Regions from separate parts of the Anser cygnoides genome. Here all the other regions are linked to region 1. A link is a contact called in public Hi-C data. All regions are on one chromosome and are shown on one strand. The core of a region is the stretch at or near the end of the contact, and the rest is flanking DNA. Distances in the headings are between cores, read along the strand shown. Region 1 overlaps ATXN1 (ataxin 1). Region 2 overlaps LOC125182079 (a long non-coding RNA gene). Region 3 has its middle 16 kb from the start of ATXN1.

The links. Hi-C and Micro-C count contacts between places; a contact is called where the count stands out from the background.
Region 2: a Hi-C map of liver shows a contact between it and region 1, with 8 times the contacts expected there. The contact joins two enhancer-like sites. A contact is called at or near these places in 2 of 7 Hi-C or Micro-C datasets (both in liver).
Region 3: a Hi-C map of liver shows a contact between it and region 1, with 4 times the contacts expected there. The contact joins two enhancer-like sites. A contact is called at or near these places in 2 of 7 Hi-C or Micro-C datasets (both in liver).

The regions. Positions count from the first base shown.
Region 1 is chr2:54,460,034-54,463,310 of Taihu_goose_T2T_genome, forward strand. All of the region lies in intron 5 of ATXN1 (ataxin 1), which reads right to left. Among named protein-coding and RNA genes, the nearest start is that of GMPR, 64 kb to the left of the region's middle. Within about 2 kb of position 1,783, at least 3 of the 3 cell types and tissues checked have open chromatin away from gene starts, as enhancers often do. A contact at or near this core is called in liver, where this site is marked.
Region 2 is chr2:54,714,034-54,717,310 of Taihu_goose_T2T_genome, forward strand. All of the region lies in intron 3 of LOC125182079 (a long non-coding RNA gene), which reads right to left. Among named protein-coding and RNA genes, the nearest start is that of STMND1, 52 kb to the right of the region's middle. Within about 2 kb of position 1,583, at least 1 of the 3 cell types and tissues checked has open chromatin away from gene starts, as enhancers often do. A contact at or near this core is called in liver, where this site is marked.
Region 3 is chr2:54,671,705-54,674,981 of Taihu_goose_T2T_genome, forward strand. No RefSeq gene overlaps it. Among named protein-coding and RNA genes, the nearest start is that of ATXN1, 16 kb to the left of the region's middle. Within about 2 kb of position 1,742, at least 2 of the 3 cell types and tissues checked have open chromatin away from gene starts, as enhancers often do. A contact at or near this core is called in liver, where this site is marked.

The sequences.
Region 1 (3,277 bases), core at 533-3,032:
AACAGTAACCAAACACCAACAGCCACGCAGACCCTACAAAAACAGTTTGTTGTTTTTCCTTCACCAACTCCACAGCTGCCACGAATTAGCGCAGGACTGTTAAGCAGAGAAAAAACAGCACACCCATCAGCTGCAGCTTTGGGCAAAGCTGCTTAAAGGACCCCATGTTTTGGGGCAGATTCTCTGGCTTTTCGGCCAGGGGGAGGACGAAAGGAGGTTTCCCTGAAGTCAGGGGCAGCCTCCAAAGAGCAAGGCCCAGCGACACCTCAAGCACGGCCCCGACCCACCGGCGCCGCCGGGCAAGGGCAGCCAGGAGACCGGGGGGGCCCTGCGATCCACACGGGTCTTCCCCCTCCTCCTCCTCACAGTTGCTCGCCGTGTCTTGGCAACAGCTAAAATTATTATCTTACACATGACTTACGGGTTTTTATTTTTAAGTCCGACTAAAAATAAAATCGCCGAGCTCACATTTGCGCAGTCATCCTTAGTTAAGTTTAGCTCACTGTAGTCTTCTGCCCTGGGCGGTCGGCTCTGGCAGATAAGCCAGCAGCTGCTGGCCGGGGTGCTCGCACCGCTCCCTCGCACCGGCCACGGGCGCTGCGAGGGGAAAACGGGGATGTGGGATGGAGGCAGGGTGCTGGCCCAAAACAGCGAGTGCCCACACATCACACACCGCAGCTGGAAGGGGGCTTGTGTGCGGGACTGGGCAGGGCCAGTCCCTGCTGGTGCAATGGGGAAAGCGGACTCCCCCAAACCCCGTCGCTCCAAAAGCCCGAGGCGATCGGACTCGGCTTCCCCAGATGAAAATTACCGGTGTGCTGCCATACGAAACCTGGTGAGGTTTCACTTTGCGGGAGCTGAAGCGAAGGTTTTGTTCTGCTACATAGGATTGAACCGCTGAGTTTTGGGTAGCCTCCAAAGTCAAAGCTAACATTCCTCAAAAATACCACATGCTAAATCTTTTTCTCTCTTTTTTTTTTTTTTTCCTTTTGTTGGTATTTCTTATGGCTCTCTGCATCATCACTGGCAACAAAAGGGCTACCCAAAATCTCCCGGAGAGCACAGGAGGAATGAACAAGCTTAATGGAGACAGAGGAGCAGACAGCAGTAGAGCGGTGAAGACTGCCCCACTTTTCCAAGCCCGAGTACTTCACGGTTAGACTTTGAACTCCAGCAGACATCGGACTGGATTTGCAGAAATGTAAATGTGCAGCAAAAACCAGCCTATTTCTGCTCCAAGACTTAGAAGCAAAATGATAAGTTTTCAGCATAATTCAAGTTCCCGCAGCAGAGATAACGCGGGGCTGATTTTGCTCGGGAAGCACTGCAAGGCAGACATGCCGGAGTGTCTCAAAGGCAAGAGGTACGAGGCATGGTTAAACCGCTCTCTGCTGGTTGCCCTAGAAAGATGAACGCCTGCCTTCCGAGGTGCGGGGCACAGTTTATTATTTGTATGCTCTTTTTTATTGATCTGAGTAATTTTTCCAGGTCTGGAGATTTCCTTTCTCTTTAACTGCAGAGCTGTCGATCACGATTTGCAAGATACTCAGAACAGCAGCAAACACTGGGTGATTTTTTTTTGCGCCCGCTTTGTAGGCGCGTGTCACACAAGCACATGCGTGCGTGTGTGCACGTGTAATTACGACTAGGAAGGCAAAGGGGGCAAAGAGATCAGGGACAGCAGCTGGACTTTGGTATCTCTGGCAGCTCGTACACAGGGAACATTGCTAAAGTGTCTGGACAGCCAGTGTCCACTGGCAGCCTGCCCACACTCGAATTCCTGGAAAGGCTTAAGGCAGAAAAATAATCACTTGGAGGAGTCACCATCTGGGTTTGCTCTGGTCCCGAAGGGATTGCTCACTAGAGCTCAGGATGTGCATTTTTCATGCAAAGCTCCAGCGTGCCTCTGCAAGGCACTTTAAAACTCACTACGTCTCCCAGAACGCTATTTTTCTGTTTATTTCATCTAACAAATTTAAAACTCATGAGAGGATGCTAGGTTATAGCCTGAAGGGCTGACCTCCTTAGCTATCCAGAGCTCGCTGCAACGCAGGTAAAACCAGCAACGAAGGTAAAACCAGCGCCTCCCTCCACGCCGTAGCCTCCTGCCGCGTCCCACCACCCAGACCTGAGCCAAGAGGCTGGGGCCAGTCCCACTGTCACTGCCCTCAGACGTCAGGCGCTTTTCACAGTCCCACGACGTGGCTGGTTTTTAGGTCTCTAAAACACCTTCAGGAATCTGGTCCCCCATCCCCTCCGGTCCCTCAGCTCCCTGCAGGTGGTAACGAATTCACGCAGCCGTTTGCCACTCGGCAGCTAGCACACTTACTATTATTACCAGTGTTTAGGTTTTGCTTTCCAGCTCCAGGTATGACTAGCAATTTCCCACACTCGATAAAAAACTGGGTCTCCTCTCTGTCAGGCAGCACTGCCCCGCCTGGCAAGTTTACATCAATGAAATATTCAAAGCGTACACCAAAAAAAATAATCCTTTGCATCGCATCTGACACGCAGCTCTGTGCCCGGTGTGTTACCAGGGGGAATCAGGCTCACGCTCCTGCCTCGCGTCGCCTGCCCATCCTATCGTGACACGCTGAGCAGGTGCCTTCAGCATCAGCGGGTATCGGCGGAGGGGGAAGGCACTGCATCCCACCTCCCCCTCCTCTCCGGGGAGCTTGGCATCCGCGGGATCAGATTCCCGGGGATTAGAAGGCAGGCACATTGCAGAGCGCTCTGCAGCTGCATTCGGCTCTCAGATCTATTTGCCAGCTTCCCCCAGCTCCACGGCCCATCCTCTGCCAGCTACCTATTCATGGTTGTAACCGCTGCGGATTTCATCAGCCCTGCCATGTGCAGCCCAGCGCACGCCAGCAATAGCTGTAGGAGTTTATTGTCCGATCCCACCGATTTCACGCTTCCCTGGCAGATTTCCCAGGAGGGCCAACTGCAGAGCGCCATTAATAAGACACATGAAAACCTCTAATAAAATTTGAAATTCTCCTCCCAAAACTAAAGGATTCCTGATCAACGCTGCATCTGGAAGACAGATTGTCCACTGCGGTGCGAGCGCTTATTGTGCTTCTGGGAATCCACCACAGCAAATTGCTACAGGTTTTTGCAGAGTGAGCAGAGCTATTTTGCACATCCCTCCTCTCCCTCCAGACAATATAAAGAACAATTGATATAAGCAAACCTCAACTAGCGGATCACTGAACGTGAGGTGCCAATGGCTTGGCATTCCCTTGAAACTGTACGATGCAAGTACGATGCAAGAGTT
Region 2 (3,277 bases), core at 333-2,832, 250 kb after region 1:
CGATACGGTGACCTAAGTGATCAAAAGACCAGATTGCTCTGTCTCCTGACCCCTCCAGTTGATTCCTTCCCAGCTGCAGCCAAGCACTTATGTCCACAAGAAGTTGGGAAAACAAAAATGATCAGTTACAGGTTCTGTGCCCATATATTTAATGAAATTTCACCATAGAGTGGCTGACATTAACCCAGCCTCTTCTAGCTTTTGCTGCTATCTCCTCATATTTTTGCTAGGAGTTTCTCCCAGGAGTAGAGCCACAGAGCAAGGTACAGTCCTTGCATATACACATTAAGACCTCAGTGCCCACTGAACCTTGGCTGCACCCCTCTGTGCTGATTAAGCACATTAAGCGTCTCTTTGGGGTGCATCACCTCAGTGGTGTGGCTTGTGGGTTTGGGCCTGATGAGGTACTTCTGGAGCCATTTGCAAATGGCTGGGGGATTAGGACCTTGACGTGAAGAAGAGGGTGTACTGATACAATAGCACCAGAAAACCCTACAGTGCTTTGGAAGGGCTTCCTTCCCTCTCCAAAGGCTATCTAGACTCCTCCTGTGACAGGTGGCCAAAATCAGAGGGTGCAAATAAACCCACCGTCCCTGTGCAAAACAGCATGTGGCAGGACAGTTTGTCATAAAGCTTACAAACAATTCCTCCATTTTACTCTCCTGTTACCCTCACCTTCCCTCTCTTAGCACCTCTGTGAAGTAGAAGTTTTTCCAGCATTTCAGACAAAAATCATATGAGATTGCTCATGAATCATGCAATTCCCCTAATCCCTAGAAAATATGGTATTGCTGAAAGAGAATCATGACATTTGGACTACAGGTCCCATACTTTAAACACATACCAAATTTTTTTCTCTCTCATTTAAAAACAGCAGCAACAGAACAAATGTTAGAGATCAGATTCTTCACTGCAAAGCTGTACAAAAGAGGGATACATGTTACTGGTTTAGAATAGCTGGTGTGAAGTGGTGGAAAAGGAAACATCTGGTACCTAATGAGATGTTACAAGCTTGTATTTTGCAATGAAAGTACACAAATTCGAGAGGAAAATAGACTCATAGAGCCTGAAGCCAGGAAAATCCAGCGAGCAATGGATTGATCTTTAGGCCTTCAACATCAATAGGACTATTCATGCGTTTAAACGTTACATGTGTATTTTAGCACCTGGCTGAGTTAGAACCTTAGATAGCAAATTGGGAATTTGCTGCTTGTTTTCAGCCTGCAGAAAAGACAACCCATTTTGTGAGCCTCACTGATTACCCTAGTTTATAATCTCCTTAATATCATAAGTTCCACAAAGATACATTTTGTTCCCTAGAGCTCCCCAGAAATCAGCTAAGCATATGGACTGCTTGCTTACACCTACTACAGAAGGCTGAGTATTGAGGATTTATATATTTTAGTCTATGTGGTGTAAATATGTATAAATTTATATTGTGTTAATTTATGGCATACACTACAGAAGGTTTTGCGTGAGCTACATTGCATTCCTTCCCACGTTTCTGCTGAAATATTCATCTTCGGGTCTTTTTCTCCATGTTTTCCTTAGTCTCGCCACAGATGTTTGGGCAGCTTGCGTTAGAAGGGAATGTGCCTCAGAAGTACATTTAGGAATTTAGGTGATGAGAATACCAAACTCAACTGTGTGGCTACAGCCTGAGAGGATTAACAGGCTTGGTGAACACTCACCAATGTCTCAGACCTGCCTTCTGATACACTGGCACGCATCGCAACGTAGCTCATCGATTCAGCACCACCAAGCCAGACACCCAGTGCACGGAGAGCTGCTGTCTCCAGCACTGCCAAACTAGTGCCTGACAAACATTGCGTTCACACACAAAACATGGATACATAAAGCTGCCGTGCCAAAAGAAGGCCTGATTCTCGCAAGAACAGGCACCTGTATATCAACAAACTGCACTCAGCAGCACCACAAGCAGTCCCTCCCATCTGCCTCCACGCAGCGCTGGAGAATGAAAAGGCATTAACGCGTCCCGCTCTCTTTGTGATCAATAAGGCTCTTGCTGCTCGCTCAACGAGAGCAAGGTCGAGCCATTGGGCCAAAGCATAACCCTTATCTCCTGCTGAGTCCTTATCACAAGTCTATCAACGCAGCCTTTGTGCACAAGGACTGGCGGTGGCCCAGGAGTCTCAGTGCCAAATCGCGGCAGTATTAAAAGCCTGCTGCCGGCCATAACGTCCAGGGAGAGGTACGAAGACATACAGAAAACTTAATTAAAGCGTGACCTAATCAAAAGAAGTGGGTCTCTACACAATGTTTATTTGCTTACATTCGAGTTGAGCATCAACACATTGCATTTCGCTGACTTACTGGAATATAAAAATGCACAACTACATGAATTGTACCAGAGGGAGTTACCTAAATAAATTAATAAATCATATATAGCTATTTAAATCTTTCAGCTATTACAGAGCTGCAAATGCAACACATAGTACTGACAGAGAGGAATGAACGAAAGGACACATCTGCAAGTATTTTCTCATACACACCTGAAAATTACCTTGAATTTTATTTTTGACCCATTTTCCTGTTCATTGTCCAAAAGCGTTTCTGTGTCCTGTATTTATGGCAACATACTGGGAGACCTGGGTTCAAAGTCCAGCACTGCTTCAGATTCTCTATCTAATTCTGGGAAAGTCACTTTCTCCTTTGAGGCCCTCTGGGAAAAAACAGGGTTGCAGACATTTTTCTCCAGTTCTTTTTGCTTTTCTGGTCTATTTTGGATAAGGGACAGATTTTAAAAGGTATTCTGATAGCTGAAGCTGTAACCAGTGTTCCTGGCAATCCCATCAGTCACTTTGCTTTGCCCTTGAGAATGACAGCAAATACCCCCTATCTCGAAGTGCCTACAGATCTTCACCAGATCTGACCCTACACTCTGGGATAGCATGTCCAACACAATTTGTACATTGCTCAGCATAGGGGTGGCAATGTTTCACAGGGTGATACTAGAAGAGTAAAACATACAGTGGTAAAGACCCACAGATTTTAGCAGAACTTAGTTTAATTTTACCAGATAGTTTCAGTAGTATTTATGGCGGAACTATTCTACACAATAGCAGATACACCCCAAAACGCTTTTTCAGCATTTACTTTACAGAAGGTGAATAATAATAATTTAGCAGACTAAATTTGCAGTAATTCAGTGAGGGTGCAGATTACATTACCCTGCCACATTGCTGTACAGAGGCTTACCTACATCAAACGTTTTTCTGGTTTTATTTCATAAATAGGCCAATGCAAGCCTATAGTA
Region 3 (3,277 bases), core at 492-2,991, 210 kb after region 1:
TGTAAAAGCAACAGAAAGTGTTTCTATTCTTCTGTTTTACTAATTCATATTGGTAGAAGAGATGCTGTGTAAATACTTCTGGTAGGATGCCTGGCCACATCAAGACAGCCATTTCCCAAGGGATTTGATAATTATGTTTTCCCCACCAAACCACATACAGAGCCACGAATCAAAAGTGACCTTGTTGGCCCACTGGTGCTGCTGCTATGTACTTGATTACAAACTTACTGGTGCCAGTGCCAAGAAGGGGAGTTACAACATAAGCTGAAAATGAGTTCAAGCGCAGCTTTCCTCACAGAGTGTCCCTGGTAACGTGGCTGCAGAAGGCATTCAACACACAAAGATGATTTTTTTTTTAACCTTTAAACAAGATGCATTCCTTTGGTCCTTTCTATCTCTTCATGAAATCCCAATGCAAAGTTCTCCAGAAAGGTGTGTTGGGCGAGTACCCTAGGTTACAAGGTCTGCAGGAACAGCTGGAGAACTTGTAGCATTTCAAACCTAAGTCTTCTTCAGAAAAGAGGTGGAAGGCAGGCAGAGAACATGAGCAGGGGGGTCTATGCAACGCCTAGCATTGGGGCATAAGCCCATAATTAGGTCTTGTATGTGTTAATATAAGCAAAAAAACACTGGTTACTTTTGGACTGAGTGCAGGTCTAGACTTAAGGACACTGAATTCACGAGGGGAAGGGAGAGGAGAATGCAGTCCTACTATCAGCACCATCTGCTGCGATGACAGCTTGGTGCGTCAGTGCAGCCCTGCACTCACACCGGCGCTGACTCCTGGTGAGGCGCGGGGCTGAGCCACAGCAGGGAAGGACAGGAGAGGTGGTGGCACCTCACAGAAACCCTGGTACAAACCCGCTGGACACGGCTGCTGCATAGCATGGTGGTTCCTGCCCGAGGCAGGACTCTCAAAGTCCTCTGCACGACAAAGGCAGCCAGGTTTTAGCCCACGTGCTTACACTGCCCGCATCTCCTGCAGCACCCGGTGCTAGATCCAAGGAAAGACTCCAGTGCCAGCACCAAGCAAATGGGCACAAAGCTGAGGGAGGACTACACTGGGATGTAGACAGTTGAAGTTGCCCTTCCTAGGTCTTGACTGTACGTGTTAAGGAAGCAGGACTAACCGAACAGCTCTCCTCTGGGAGACTAATTTACCTTCTTCCTCCTCGCCCGACTGAGCGGCGATGCAGGCACCAGCCCCAGTAGCCTTGTCAGTACTGGGCTAGTTTGGGGCACACCCAGCTCAGGTGCCTGAAGAACCTCCCAGCAGTGAAATACTTAGCTCAGGAAACACAAAGGGCCAGGACCTGCCCTCTGGAGCCTGACAAAAGGGTTTCTGTGTACACCGAGGAATGGGGCTTCTCCAGCTGCATGCAGCTGGCTCAGTGGCCTTTTCCCATTTCTCTACAGAACCAGGGTACTTGTGTGCAAGTTATGAGGAAACCAGCAGCCCAGCTAGCCTGCTAGGAGACCGCAGTGAGATTGCTTTAGGTAACACAGTGAAAGGACCCCTTTCCCTGGCTGCTTCCTGGCCCCCCCAAACTGCCAAGCACCCCCACCTGGCATCCATTCGCGGAGCCTCCACGTAGCTGCCACGTGCTTGTGCCCCCCCCAGGGACACCGCAGGGCAGGAAGGTCCCTTAGTCCCCGCTCCTTGGAGCTGACAAGCGAGGTGAACCCGTTAGTCTCATTTTAATGCACGTGGCAAATTCACCATGCAAATCGAACGTGACTGGTGTTTGCGCCCATGATGCAAGCTAAACCCAAAACAGCAAAAGGGTCATAAAGCAGGGATTAAAGTTCAACAAGGAAGCTGATAATGAAGAAGCCTGCCCAGACTATGCCCTATTCTAGCCAGCATTACATTATCTTCTAATTTTAGAACAGCTGATTTTTTTTTTTCCCAGACCAGAAGTTGACAAGAGGCTGAGCAGCGCCGATGCTGTTAAATCTTTGTTTTCAGACGCCGTGTTTTCTCCACACTGCAAGAAGTTGTTTCAGCGTGTGAAATTTTACAGGAAGGCACACGCTGTTGGTGGATGCCCATACAGGGAGCTATGTAATATGTTGAAACCATCTGGCATTTTGCGGTTTTACTCTATCAGTCAGACGCACTGTCTGGAAACACAGGGCTCAAACCCAGAGTCCTTGATTCAGGTCAGATACCTGCAGATGCCCGCGGAAGTTTGGCCGGACTAAGAGCTGCAGAATAAAGCACTTAATTATGCGGCTGAAGTTTACGATTGATTTCAAGGGCAGCTGAGTTGGAAGCCTATTACTGCTTAGGAAGTTTTAGCACATGTAATTATTACGGCATGTTTGATATAACACATGGTCTCTGTGAAATGCTCCAAAATATCATTTTAAAGACTTTTTCTGTTGCTGTTATGCTTTGTACCTTCCAACTAAGGAACAGGCTAGTTGGATCTCGATGTGAAGCTTACTGAAAACTACCACTAAAATTAATAGAGCATAGTTACAGAAGAGTATTTTATATAGAATTACTTTCTCCGGAGTCTGAACAGTGCTGCTGAAAGCAGACTCTGGGTTACATTATTCCTGTGATCCAAATTTTTTTAACCAGCTGATGTCACTAGGGAGATTTGAAGTCTTTATAATTACAGCTCGAGGCCTGGAGGAAGAGGGGAGCAAAGACAATGAAATTATGTTTCATATGTTGATTCAGAGAGTAACCTGCAGTGGCCTGTTAACTTGCTTCATCTATCAGGAAAAGCAAATTAATTCTGTATCCAGTTGGCTTTATGAGTGGCAGCTCAATTTACTTCCCTAGTTAAGAAGGAAAGAAAGTGGCCTTTTGTCACAAACAATCGCTTCCTGCAATGCTGCCGAATAAGATGTGAAATAGGCAAAGAGCTTCCAACGTCCTACTAAGAAGTAAAATTTGTTTCTTTCATCTTCCCTCAGAGAAGGAATTCAGGTTATGCTGTGCGCTAAATTAAAGTGTTCTGCTCAGTTATGTACATGCACAGCTTTGAAAACTGTTCCTGCTTCTGGGTCAAGGGCTCTCCCTGTGGCCGGGTGCCAGCTTTATCCCTGGACTCCCATAATCCCTTGAAATAAATCAACTTTCCATTGAAATCCTCTGCCAGTTCCACTTCAGAGTAAAATGTGCTGTCTGTAGCATGATGCTCTTTTATACTTTTGTGGAAAAAAAGAAGGGAAACAATGTGGTCATTGTATACTGGACACAGTTTGACGTAATCCGCGTTGTGTATATTAAAGGCTATCTTTGTATGTTGCACTAGCCCCA